Regions from separate parts of the Mus musculus genome. Here region 1 is linked to region 2. The links are chromatin contacts, called in public Hi-C maps. All regions are on one chromosome and are shown on one strand. Each heading gives the region's core, a stretch centred on a gene start, on an enhancer-like site or on the middle of the called end of the contact. The rest is flanking DNA. Distances are from core to core; before and after follow the strand shown. Region 1 has its middle 35 kb from the start of Fsd1l. Region 2 has its middle 13 kb from the start of Gm52737.

Region 1 (5,620 bases), core at 2,535-5,034, 260 kb before region 2:
CAATTAATTGTTTTTAAAAGATTTATCATTTTTAAGTTTATCTGTGTGTTTGGGTGTGCCTGTGTGAGAATGGTACACCACGTGCCTGCAGGAGCCAGTCTAAGCCAGAAGACAGCACTGGATCCCCTGGAACTAGAGTTGTGAGCTGACACATCAGTGTTGAGAACAGAACTCAAGTCCTCTGTAAGAGCAGTAAGTGTTCTAAGCTACTGGGCCATCTTTCCAGCTTCCATAATTAGTACCTGAAGAGATGAGCAAAGTCAAGAAAATGAACTATGGCTGCAGTGTCTGAAAATAGACAATTACTATAATACTTTGAGCAGTCTTTTACACACATATTTGCGGGATATATGGAGCATATGTTGATATTTTAAATAAACATGAGGTTATATTATTATAGAGCCCACTTCTTTAATTAAAACTTATATCCAATGCAACTGTCTTTGTTACTAATACACATCAAATAGTTTCTATTGAATTAATAACATTACATTGTATCAATTAATTAATGCATATTTATACTGTTTTCTCACACAGTACTTCGCTTATATGTATATTCCATGTATGTGCATGGGAAGGTAGGTGCCCATTTTTGATAGCCTTCAGATAGGAAAATTCTTAAGTGCTGTACAGGAAACAGAAAGTCAGTCACTATGCATTTGATGATGAAGTAGGGGCTTTCTATGACCTGTAAAGTGTACTGCACTCATGATCTGTGCACTCATAACAGGACTCATATTTTAGAATGACCCTGATGCGGCTGCAAAGATGGCTCAGTGGTTAAGAGCACTCCCTGCTGTACCAGAGGACCTTAATGCAGTGGCCAGCATCCATATCTGGTGGCTCACAAATGCCTGTAATTTCAACTCTAGGGTATCCAACACCTTGTACTGGTTTCTGAGAGCACCCACACACATGTGCCCACATTTACACACACACACACACACACACACACACACACACACACAGAGTCCCACAAACAAAAATAAAATCTTACAAAGCTCATGATGCCTGCTTTGTTTTGGCAAATAGATCAGGAGGCTAGTATTTGAGGAACAAGTTGGGAAAGAATCTTCCATATTCCAAAGATGAAATGGAGGGTTGGTGAGGGTAGGTCTAACGACTGGGTTTAAGATGTAAAGGAGTCATATCTTATACAGGAACAAAACATTGGTTAGTTCTGATGGCAAGAACTGCTAATATGCACGCAGTCTGTGGCAGGATGACAAATATAAGACCTTGACCCCATAGTCTTCCCATCCCTTATATATACTCTGTGGGTACCTGGGTCCACAAGTTTATATTCCCTACAACAAACACTGCTAGGATTAAAGACATACAACACAACCTCCTGACACCTCACAATTTTTATAAGGAACAAAAGGGGCTGAAGAGATGGCTCAGCTGTTAAAGGTTAGGACCACAACCAAAAACATAAGGATCAAAAGAGACAGCATCCATAAAGCACTCAGCACAGCAACGTTAACTGACCCCACGAGCTCAGTACTTCCCAGCAGTTCCTAAAGCAATGCCCACCAGTCTCACAAACCTAGTTCATAAAATACTAGTAGATTTCATTTAACAGGCTGCATATTCGAAGCAAAGGGTAACCATTTCTAGGTGTTGTTTCATAACAAAAAGTAAGAAAATTTAAGGTGAAATTACTTTTTAAGGCCCAACATCTGACTTGCAATAAAGTCCAGCATGAGCACTGACTTTTTTCTGAAAAGATTGACTATGCAATGCTCTAAAACCTGAAATTTTGGAAGTAGCAACATAATGCCACAGAGAGGAAAATTTCTCACTTGACATCATGTGATGGGTCTTAAACTCTGGGCACATTAAAAAGACTGTACAAAAATTGGTGTTGGGGGGGCACATATACAAAGTGTACATGAACTGTGGAGGACTTTTGTGTTGAGATTTTGGCCTTGTGTTCAAGATATTTCATTATGTATAGGTAAATATTCCAGAAAGAAAGAGGCTGGAGAGCTGGTCCAGTGGTTAAGAGCATGTATTGATTTCTCAGAGGACCTGGGTTTCATGCCCAGCACCTGTATCTAGTAGCTCACAACTGCCAAAACTCATGGTCCCAAGGATTCCAGACAAGGGATATTCAACCCAGAGAGGATGTGGCTAAACCTTAGGAACTGCAGGCATCTGCTTGCTTATTCACAGAACTGTGCTTTCTCCTACATGCCTATGTCATTCCAAACAGATGCTGGCCATACTTTGCTCAGAAACAAATCCATGCCGTTGTCTAGACTACCCTAGTGATAAGCACCCGCCGACTCAAGACACCCAGCCCCCTGGCACTTTGCAGACATCCTTCTTGGAAATAAGAGAAATCGATGTGGAAGAAAGAGATGTGGGAGTCCCAGTGAAAGGAGTGTGTCTTCTTAACTGCCTCATACTCTGCCACCCTATGTCTCTGGGACAAAGGAAACGCTGTGGTTTTGTATTTCATGCCCAGTCGGAGGCCAGTCTTTTGCAAATAACACAAGTTACGAATGTTCTTGACTTGTATTCAATCAACGGTTTCAACTTCCTTTCTCTTCCCGGAGTCTAATATAAAGTAAAGTAGGCCATTTGATCCCTTTCCTCTCTTACACAACCCTGGCTTCCTGCAGAACACCCTGACTCTGGGGCTATGGATGGGGAGCGCTCTACAGACCATGTATTTGTTCTAAATGATGGTAGGCAAAAGAGCCCTCCGGTCAGTGTCTGAATGGCTGAAGGAGGGACCCCTAGGCAGCTACTGCTAGGGGACAGCAATAAGTACAGGGGTAAGGGTCCAGGCAGTGGGCCCAGGTCTCCAGCAACATACTGCCATCCAAGAGGACTTCCAAGAAGGCAGGAATTACTAAACTAATTGTTATTAATAATTAACTCATCTCTGCGTGTAGTACACTTAGACTTCCAAGCAAACAAGAAGCCTTCTGGAACATACAGGGTGTTCAAATGTTCTAAATAGCAGCTTGGGACAGTGGACTTATCCGAAGGCTCTCTTTCCTGATGCCTGTATTTCCTGAGGAAGGTATAATCCTCCTTCTGACCCCATAAAGCTTATTAAACTTTGAACATACCTTAAAATCCTTCAAGGACAGATAAATTGGGGCTTTCTTTATTCCAGGCCTGTTGTTAGCCACACCGCTCTCTGTCTAGCCGCTCCCTCGGACAGGAGTTTCTATTATTATTGTTGTTCAGAATCGGCACTCTCTCCAGGCCGGCATGCTTCCCGCCTCGCGCCTTTATACTAACACTGGAGTTCCGTGCCTGCCTTTTCTTTTGTGTCTTGTAGTCTTTTGTTTCCTGGCTCTATTTTCATCGCCAGGTTCACTGCCAAAATGCGTTCAGTCACACTCTGCCAATATGTTGGCATTTGCAAGAAATTTGGGGGTCGATAACTTGAACAGAAGAGGTGCTATGATGGGGTGTTACTCAAAATGTGATCTCTTTAAGTCAAAGATTAACTTTGAACTAGCTCTGTCACTAATGTAGTGTAGTCTGTACATTAGCTCATGTAGGCTTAGCTAATGAGCAGGAAGCCACCCTGTTAGGCAATATCTGCCAATAAAAAGGTCACGCTTGGGAAGGAGAAGCAGAGAGACCCTCTCCCGATTTGGGGCTGGGCCAGTCAGACATAAGCTGCTTATCTGTGTAGACGGAACAGCCTGGCCCATAGGGCAGGAAACCCTAGCTTTGGGGAATTACACTAGAGCCATGGCCCAGGTTGGGTAAATACTGACAGTCTGGAGTCCTCTTGGGTGTGTAGTGGGGCTGGTTAATGACTGTCAGACTCCATTCCAGAAAGACCTTCAAACGTTTACAGAGAGACTGGGACAGAGCATCTGCCCTAGAGGAGCGTTATTACTTAATCCATCTGTTCTAAAAGTACGCCTATCAGGACAGCGGTGGGGGGGGGGCAGGGGGAGCAGCATGAACTATGTGATAGTAACACTGTTGCAGGCCCCAGTGTGCGCTGACTGGCCTTCTGAAGACTCATTGTATCAAGGGAGGGGAGAAGAAGGGAGACCTGATAGCCAAGCTCAGCTAGCTTCTCACACTTGGCATTTCATCACCCTTCCGCACTGAATCCTCAGAGCATCACTGGATCCCTGGTGCCCGATAAAGAGGGGAGTGACTTGCCCAAGTGACAGGGTTGGCCGGATCCAAGTTCAAGTTTGTTAGATTCCTATGATGCTGCTGCCCAGCCATGACAAGGGAAAGATACATAAGATATTGCTGAAGACCATGCAGGATGGGAAGGAGGAGAGAAAATGGAACAGCTTGTTCATCCTCCTGAAAGGAGGTCTTGATTGTATACATGGAGCAAGTCACCCTGTTGTGCAAACATGCCTCTCACCAATTAGTATTTAAACATACAAACAACAAACAATACATCTAATTACCCCAAAGCAAGAGACTTGCTAAATGGACTGGTAATTTTCATGTTGAATCTATGTGAAATTCTCAACAACCAAGTATCAAATACAATCTTACCCAGTTCAGCTGGATTCAGCTGCTGTCATGAAGGATGACCTGTTGCCACCACCACACACATTTCCACCCCTAAAAATTCAAAGGACTCCTTTTTGTTTTTCCTTATCTCATTTGGAATCTTTAATAAGAAATAAAGATTGACTTGATATTTCCCTAAAACAAAGTCTGGGAATGAATCCTTTGGTTAAAAAGTTGAGTGCATTTTTTTTAGTGGAAAACCAAAGGTTGGTAATATTCCCAAGGAGCACAGAAAGAATAGGAATAGCTAATGTAAAAAACAAAACAACAAACAAACAAACAACAACAACCCCCACCCCCTACAAAACCAGGGAAGGTAATTGAATGAACTAGCCGAGCCTAAGGCAATAGAAGGATACCACCCAAGTATGAACGAATTGAGGCCATTCCCAAGCTAGTAAATAGTGAAAGCAGATCTGAATTCTAGCTTTCTCAGATACACGGGGACAGTTGAGTTGCAATTTGGTTGGCTGAATTTGTCCATTTATCCCTCTCTACCAGCAGGTGTCACCAGACAAAAGCACATTTGCAAAAGGATGGCCTGAAAACCCAGCTCTGGCTGCAATTCCAGCCTCATTCTAAGGTCACATTGAGTGTGGAGGCTTCAGCTGAACAGCCAGCATGGATGCCCAGAGTTCTCAAAGTTTACTGTGCGTGCACACCTCTGGTGTGCCTGCAGCAGAGGCCGTTAAAATGTAGATTCTTGTGCCTCTAGTTGCAGAGGTTCTGACTCAGCAGGTCTAGAGGGGGCCTCAGCAATTTCCATTATATGCATCACCTTTATGCTCCCTGCATTCCCTGTTATGGTGTGGGCTTATAAGTACTGATTTGCTCCTTGTATATACTGAACATTGTTGTCTTGTAGTCTCAACTCATGAGTCAGTTGGGCTACCAGGGGACTTGTTTGTTCTTTTATCCATTCACCAAGCATCTGTTGAGCCCTTACCAGTTGCCAGTTCCTATGGGGCACTTCTACAAAGTCATGAAGCTCATCCTGTGAATTTAGACTTCATCAAGGGATCATTCATTAGATCCAATAAAGACTCAGCTTTTCTCAAATCTACCCATCAAAGAGCCTGGTCTCCACCAAGGAAAGAAA
Region 2 (5,426 bases), core at 2,146-4,645:
GTCATCATTATCATCATCATCTGCAAATTATTTCTCCAGGGAACAAGGAGACTAAGTAAAGCTGATGTTGCCAGACCTCTTGCCACTAATGTGTGTGCCATGATTCTAGCTTTTACTCTGATACTGGGTGTCTTAGCGTTTTATTGCTATGAAGAGACACCATGACCATGGTGACATTTAGTTGGGGTTGACTCACAGAGACCTAGTCCATCACCATCATGGTGGGAAACATGGCAGTGTGTAGGCAGACTTAGTGCTGGAGGAGCCAAGAGTTCTTCATCTTGACCTGCAGACAACAGAAGACCGTATCACTGAATATAACTTGAGCATAGGCGATCTCAAAGCCCACCCCCACAGTGACACACTTCCTACAACAAGGCCACACCTCTAAAAGTACCATCCCAATGGGCCAAACATTCAAACACATGAGTCTATGGGGGCACCACCACTCTGGGCAACATCTTCCTTTGCATGAAGTGGATGGGTGGGTGTCTTAGAATTTTACTGCCGTGAACAGATACCGTGACCAAAGCAACTCTTTTTTGTTTGTTTGTTTGTTGTTTTTGTTTTTTGAGACAGGGTTTCTCTGTATAGCCCTGGCTGTCCTGGAACTCACTCTGTAGACCAGGCTGGGCTTGAACTCAGAAATCTGCCTGCCTCTGCCTCCCAAGAGCTGGGATTAAAGGCGTGCACCACCACTGCTGGTCCAAAGCAACTCTTTTTTTTTTTTTTTTAATGTCATAAAATAATTTTTTTTCCATTTTTTATTAGGTATTTAGCTCATTTACATTTCCAATGCTATACCAAAAGTCCCCCATACCCGCCCACCCCCACTTCCCTACCCACCCACTCCCCCTTTTTGGCCCTGGTGTTCCCCTGTACTGGGGCATACAAAGTTTGCGTGTCCAATGGGCCTCTCTTTCCAGTGATGGCCGACTAGGCCATCTTTTGATACATATGCAGCTAGAGTCAAGAGCTCCGGGGTACTGGTTAGTTCATAATATTGTTCCACCTATAGGGTTGCAGATCCCTTTAGCTCCTTGGGTTCTTTCTCTAGCTCCTCCATTGGGAGCCCTGTGATCCATCCATTAGCTGACTGTGAGCATCCACTTCTGTGTTTGCTAGGCCCCGGCATAGTCTCACAAGAGATAGCTACATCTGGGTCCTTTCGATAAAATCTTGCTAGGAGTTACAGAGACAAAGTTTGGAGCTGAGATGAAAGGATGGACCATGTAGAGACTGCCATATCCAGGGATCCACCCCATAATCAGCATCCAAACGCTGACACCATTGCATACCCAAAGCAACTCTTATAAGGACAGCATTAATTGGGGCTGGCTTACAGGTTCAGAGGTTCAGTCCATTATCATAAAGGTGGGCACATGGCAGTGTCCAGGCAGGCATGGCGCAGGAGGAGTTGAGAGTTCTACGTCTTCATCTGAATGCTGCTAGCAGAATACTGCCCTCCAGGCAGTTAGGACTAGGGTATTAAAGGTCACATCCACAGTGACACACCTACTCCAACAAGACCACACCTCCTAATAGTGCAGCTCTCTGGGCCACGCATATCCAAACCATTACAGTGGGTATGTGGGGAAGATCAGTCTCTGTTAGAGGCCGGGAACACTAGGTGGCTGTGAGGCTGAAATGATGATTTATTTTCCTTGGCTTCAAGGTAGAGTTTTTGAGTTAAGTATAGAGGCCCCGACTCTACTACCTTTTACAGTTGAGTCATAACTTTTCCTGGGGATGGGACCGTTCTGGAGAACTGGAGAGAGTTCTCTTGGGGTTTTAGTGGTCACATTCTTAGATCCAGAAGAGTGATAACAGGTTGGCATACTCTCATGAATGTGTTATGTCGGTGACATAAACATGATTGTATCTGAAATGTTAGAATTAATTGACTGACACTAAGTTCAAAAGAGTCCTGCAGTTTTCAACACCAGTGAGTTGTCAGGTACCCCTGCTGACCTCGATAATCTTGGCTGAGGCAAATGGTTTCTTTTATTCCAATCTTAAATACTAATATTCACCCAATAAATTCACTCCCAGGGACAAGTCATCGTTCAATCTGTGCTAGCGTGCTCTTGGTCACTTGTTTACCTAGGAGCGCAATCATTATCTATCTTCAAAATGGAGTCCAAGGATGCTTGTAAATTGGTGTCTCTGAGGGCAAGGCACAGTCTGGGAAAAAAAAAAAACCAAAACAAAACAGTGTAACATTGTAAACAATATAAATTAATGTAAATCAGGGCATATATTCAGCGGCCCCTGGGAAGACCCACTGCTAGGCAGCATCGCTTGTGGCTTAACCTCTGCTCATGGCTGCGGTTCTGACTCTGGATCTATCAGTTGCACCTCTGGAACGAAGCCAGGCGTGTTTGGATAGATGTCCTTGGGCTCTTCCCCACGGTGGGGCAGGTATTCCACTGAGTCGGGTGATTTAAATATTTATTGCTGTGCAACAAATGACCTCCAGAGTAAGGTGCATAAAACGGGAGCTTATTTTCATGCATTCGCTACAGGCTGTGAGTCGGGGAAAGTTTTACCCAGACTTCTCAGGCCTGGGACTCTCAGGAGACAGCCGGGAAGCTGTTGGCAAGGGCTGAGGGGGTTTCAGAGCTAGACTTGGGCAGTTGAGCTTATTTCTAAAGCCCCTCTCTTGGCTCCTGGCGGTCTTGAGTCCTCACTGTACAAACCACTTGGCGGAGATGTTTATGCCTCAGCAGCTGGCTTCCCTCAGAGATGCTTGGGGTCTAATCTCAGACCTGCTTTCTCACCTCCTTAAGCCCTTAGCTGTTGGGCACCCAAGCTAAGCCAGTGGGAGGGGATGCCACAAGAGTGACAGCCAGGACACCGGGGGGGGGGGGGGGGGGGGGGGGGGGGGACTAGAGGCCAGCTTGGAGGCTGGATGCCCCACCCCAGACCCACTCTCGAAAGCTACTCGCAGCTGAGGCTCCCACTCCTGCATTATAATGCAGGCCATTGTTTGATTCTGGGAAGTAACTGGGAGGGTGGGGCATTGTCCTTAGAGCTCTGTGTTACTTCAGTGAGTCTCCACATCCTGTAAGGTTGACGAGGACCCTTCCCTTTCTGACTTAGGAAACCGAAGGTCAGAATACTGAATATCTCATAGCCTGTATTGTTCTTACAAGAGATTTTGCTGGTGACTTCTTATTTCTTCTTCTTCACTTCATTAACTTTTCATTTGGAAGTCCGGGTCCTCTCTGCAGCTATTCCACGGCCAGCTGTCTCCCATGCCTGCTCATTGCCAATCAGAGGTAGTTCTTATGAACCCCAGGGCTCTGTATTCCTGGGCCTGCTGCCCTTAATCTGTTGGCAGTTTAGGTTCACGATGCCACCAGGCTAGGCCAGCGGAAGGGGCTGGTTTCAGCTCTCAGAACAAATCAGATGAGTAGATGACAAAGGCTGCAGATGGGGAGAGCTGGACGACACAGAGGCAACCTTCGTCCTGAGGCTGAAGCCTGGCAGTTTTCCCTGACCTGCTTCCCAAGGTCATTTTCCATCTCTCCTTCCCAGAAACAGCTCGTGACTCACATTCATTAACACACCTTCAGTCTTTGTGTCTTGCATTCTCTCTGATTCCTCCCACCCCTCCCCACCCACTGACTCTATGGCTTTCAAGATCCGGCCATCAATTACCCTCCTGGCCTTGATCCTTAGAATTTTAGGTACTGAGTCCCTGTGTGAAGAAGTGAAGCCCAGGTAGGGCTGTAAACATTCACTGAATAGATCTGAGATGCCCTGTCTTTAGTAGACTCCTGGGTGGTATGGGTGTTACTGGTGTGGCCCATACTTCCTGTAGGCGAGCTCTATGTGTCATTTTTCTCTTTGGTCCTTATTTATGTATAGGCTGGAGTCGTCTTGTGTGTTCCTCAGACCCAATTAGGTTCAGGATTTGTTGGTCATTGTGCTATCTGCATGTTTGTCTGCGTGTGTGAGTGAATTTGTGTGGGCATGTGTACACGTGTACACATGCCCACATGCATGTAGAGGGCAGAATTAGCTGTTGCGCATTGTTCCTAATCTTCTTCACTTTGGGTTTTCTGTTTCTCTCAGTCTCTGTCTCCCCAGCCCTTGTCTTATAGGTGCATCTCCACATCCAGTATTCACACGGGTGCTGGGGAATAAAACTCAGCTTTGTTAGCCTTGTCATCTCTCCAGCCCTTCACTGACAGTTTGCTTGGAGGATGGGTAGAAGGTCACCTCAGAGAGTGACAACAGTTCAAGGGAATGCGATTCCTAGTTGAGAAGTATTCCAGGTGAAGTAAACTGTGTTTGGCTTCCTAGTGTCTTTATTTAATGATCAGGGAGAAAGAGGGACATGCAATTAGTTCTTTTTGCACTTTGAAGAACACTTAACAAGATTCCTCCCGGGATCAAGGACAAAGTATGTGAGGCCTGAAGTTGCACTGAGATATGGGAAGCGACTTTTTCTTTTCTTTCTTTTTATTTTTTTAATGTAGGAAGGGGCTCTTTTCACTGAACCCTTTCCATTTTGGGAAAGAGAGGGGAGGAGAAGGGAGGGGAGGGGAGGAGAAGAGAAGGGAAGGGAAGGGAAGGGAGGAGGGAGGAGAGAAGAGAGGAGGAGAGGGGAGGAGGGAGGGGGGAGGGGGGAGAGAGGAGAGGGGAAGGGGGAAGAGTGGAGAAGAGGGGAGAAATTAAATCACATTTGTTTTCCTGAGGAGAGCATGTATGGCCACAGCTACCCAAACCCAGATTTCCTTTGCCTCTAGGTCTTGAGAGGAAACCAGCTGTGGAGTTGGCGCCTGAGCTGCTTTAAGTTGTGTGAGGAGATTCCCCCCTCCTCCCAGAGCAAGTATGAGCATTAGTGGAGCGCTGGTCTTCCCTGTGGAGTTGTAAGCCAACCTCTGACACCCGGGCAGCAGACAACATTCCCTTTCACCTACTTTCTTCTCCAGGCGTTCCGTGCATGCTCGCTGTCCACGTGTGAGCAGCTCTTGATGACTGGGTTTGCTTACACCATTTCTTCCTCAACACCAAGAAAGAATAGAGGCTCTCTGTGAGCCGTGGAAGTGGGGACAGCAGGGGATGTGAGAATGTCACTTTAAGAAGGGAAACTAATGTGACCCAGAGATTGTGACCTAGTGTCAGGTGGTCCTTTTCTCACACAAAGGTCCTTTGTTTTATGGGAAGACATAGGGAAGTAGAGAGGGGCACATGGGTTGTTTGAGGCAAGCTAATGGTGACTAAGTCATAAAGGGGACATATATATATATATATATATATATATATATATATATAGTGTATGTGCATATTCATATGTATATGATATGTACATCTGCATATCTGTATATCTACATACCTGCATATACACACATGTGTGTCTTCAATGCTTTCAGTTAAAATCCAGGCTTTAAGTCTAAAAACCACTGTAACAATTA

What was found. Hi-C and Micro-C count contacts between places; a contact is called where the count stands out from the background.
Region 1: a contact with region 2 is called in a Hi-C map of liver, with 2.9 times the contacts expected there. The contact joins two enhancer-like sites. A contact is called at or near these places in 1 of 484 Hi-C or Micro-C datasets (liver), 2 of 115 datasets of contacts at active chromatin or transcription factors (both in embryonic stem cells) and 1 of 9 other capture datasets (adipose tissue).

The regions. Positions count from the first base shown.
Region 1 is chr4:53,593,840-53,599,459 of GRCm38.p6, reverse strand. It overlaps a transcript of Slc44a1 not described here. Among named protein-coding and RNA genes, the nearest start is that of Fsd1l, 35 kb to the left of the region's middle. Within about 2 kb of position 3,784, at least 36 of the 459 cell types and tissues checked have an H3K27ac peak or open chromatin away from gene starts, as enhancers often do. A contact at or near this core is called in liver, where this site is marked.
Region 2 is chr4:53,337,455-53,342,880 of GRCm38.p6, reverse strand. No RefSeq gene overlaps it. Among named protein-coding and RNA genes, the nearest start is that of Gm52737, 13 kb to the right of the region's middle. Within about 2 kb of position 3,395, at least 34 of the 459 cell types and tissues checked have an H3K27ac peak or open chromatin away from gene starts, as enhancers often do. A contact at or near this core is called in liver, where this site is marked.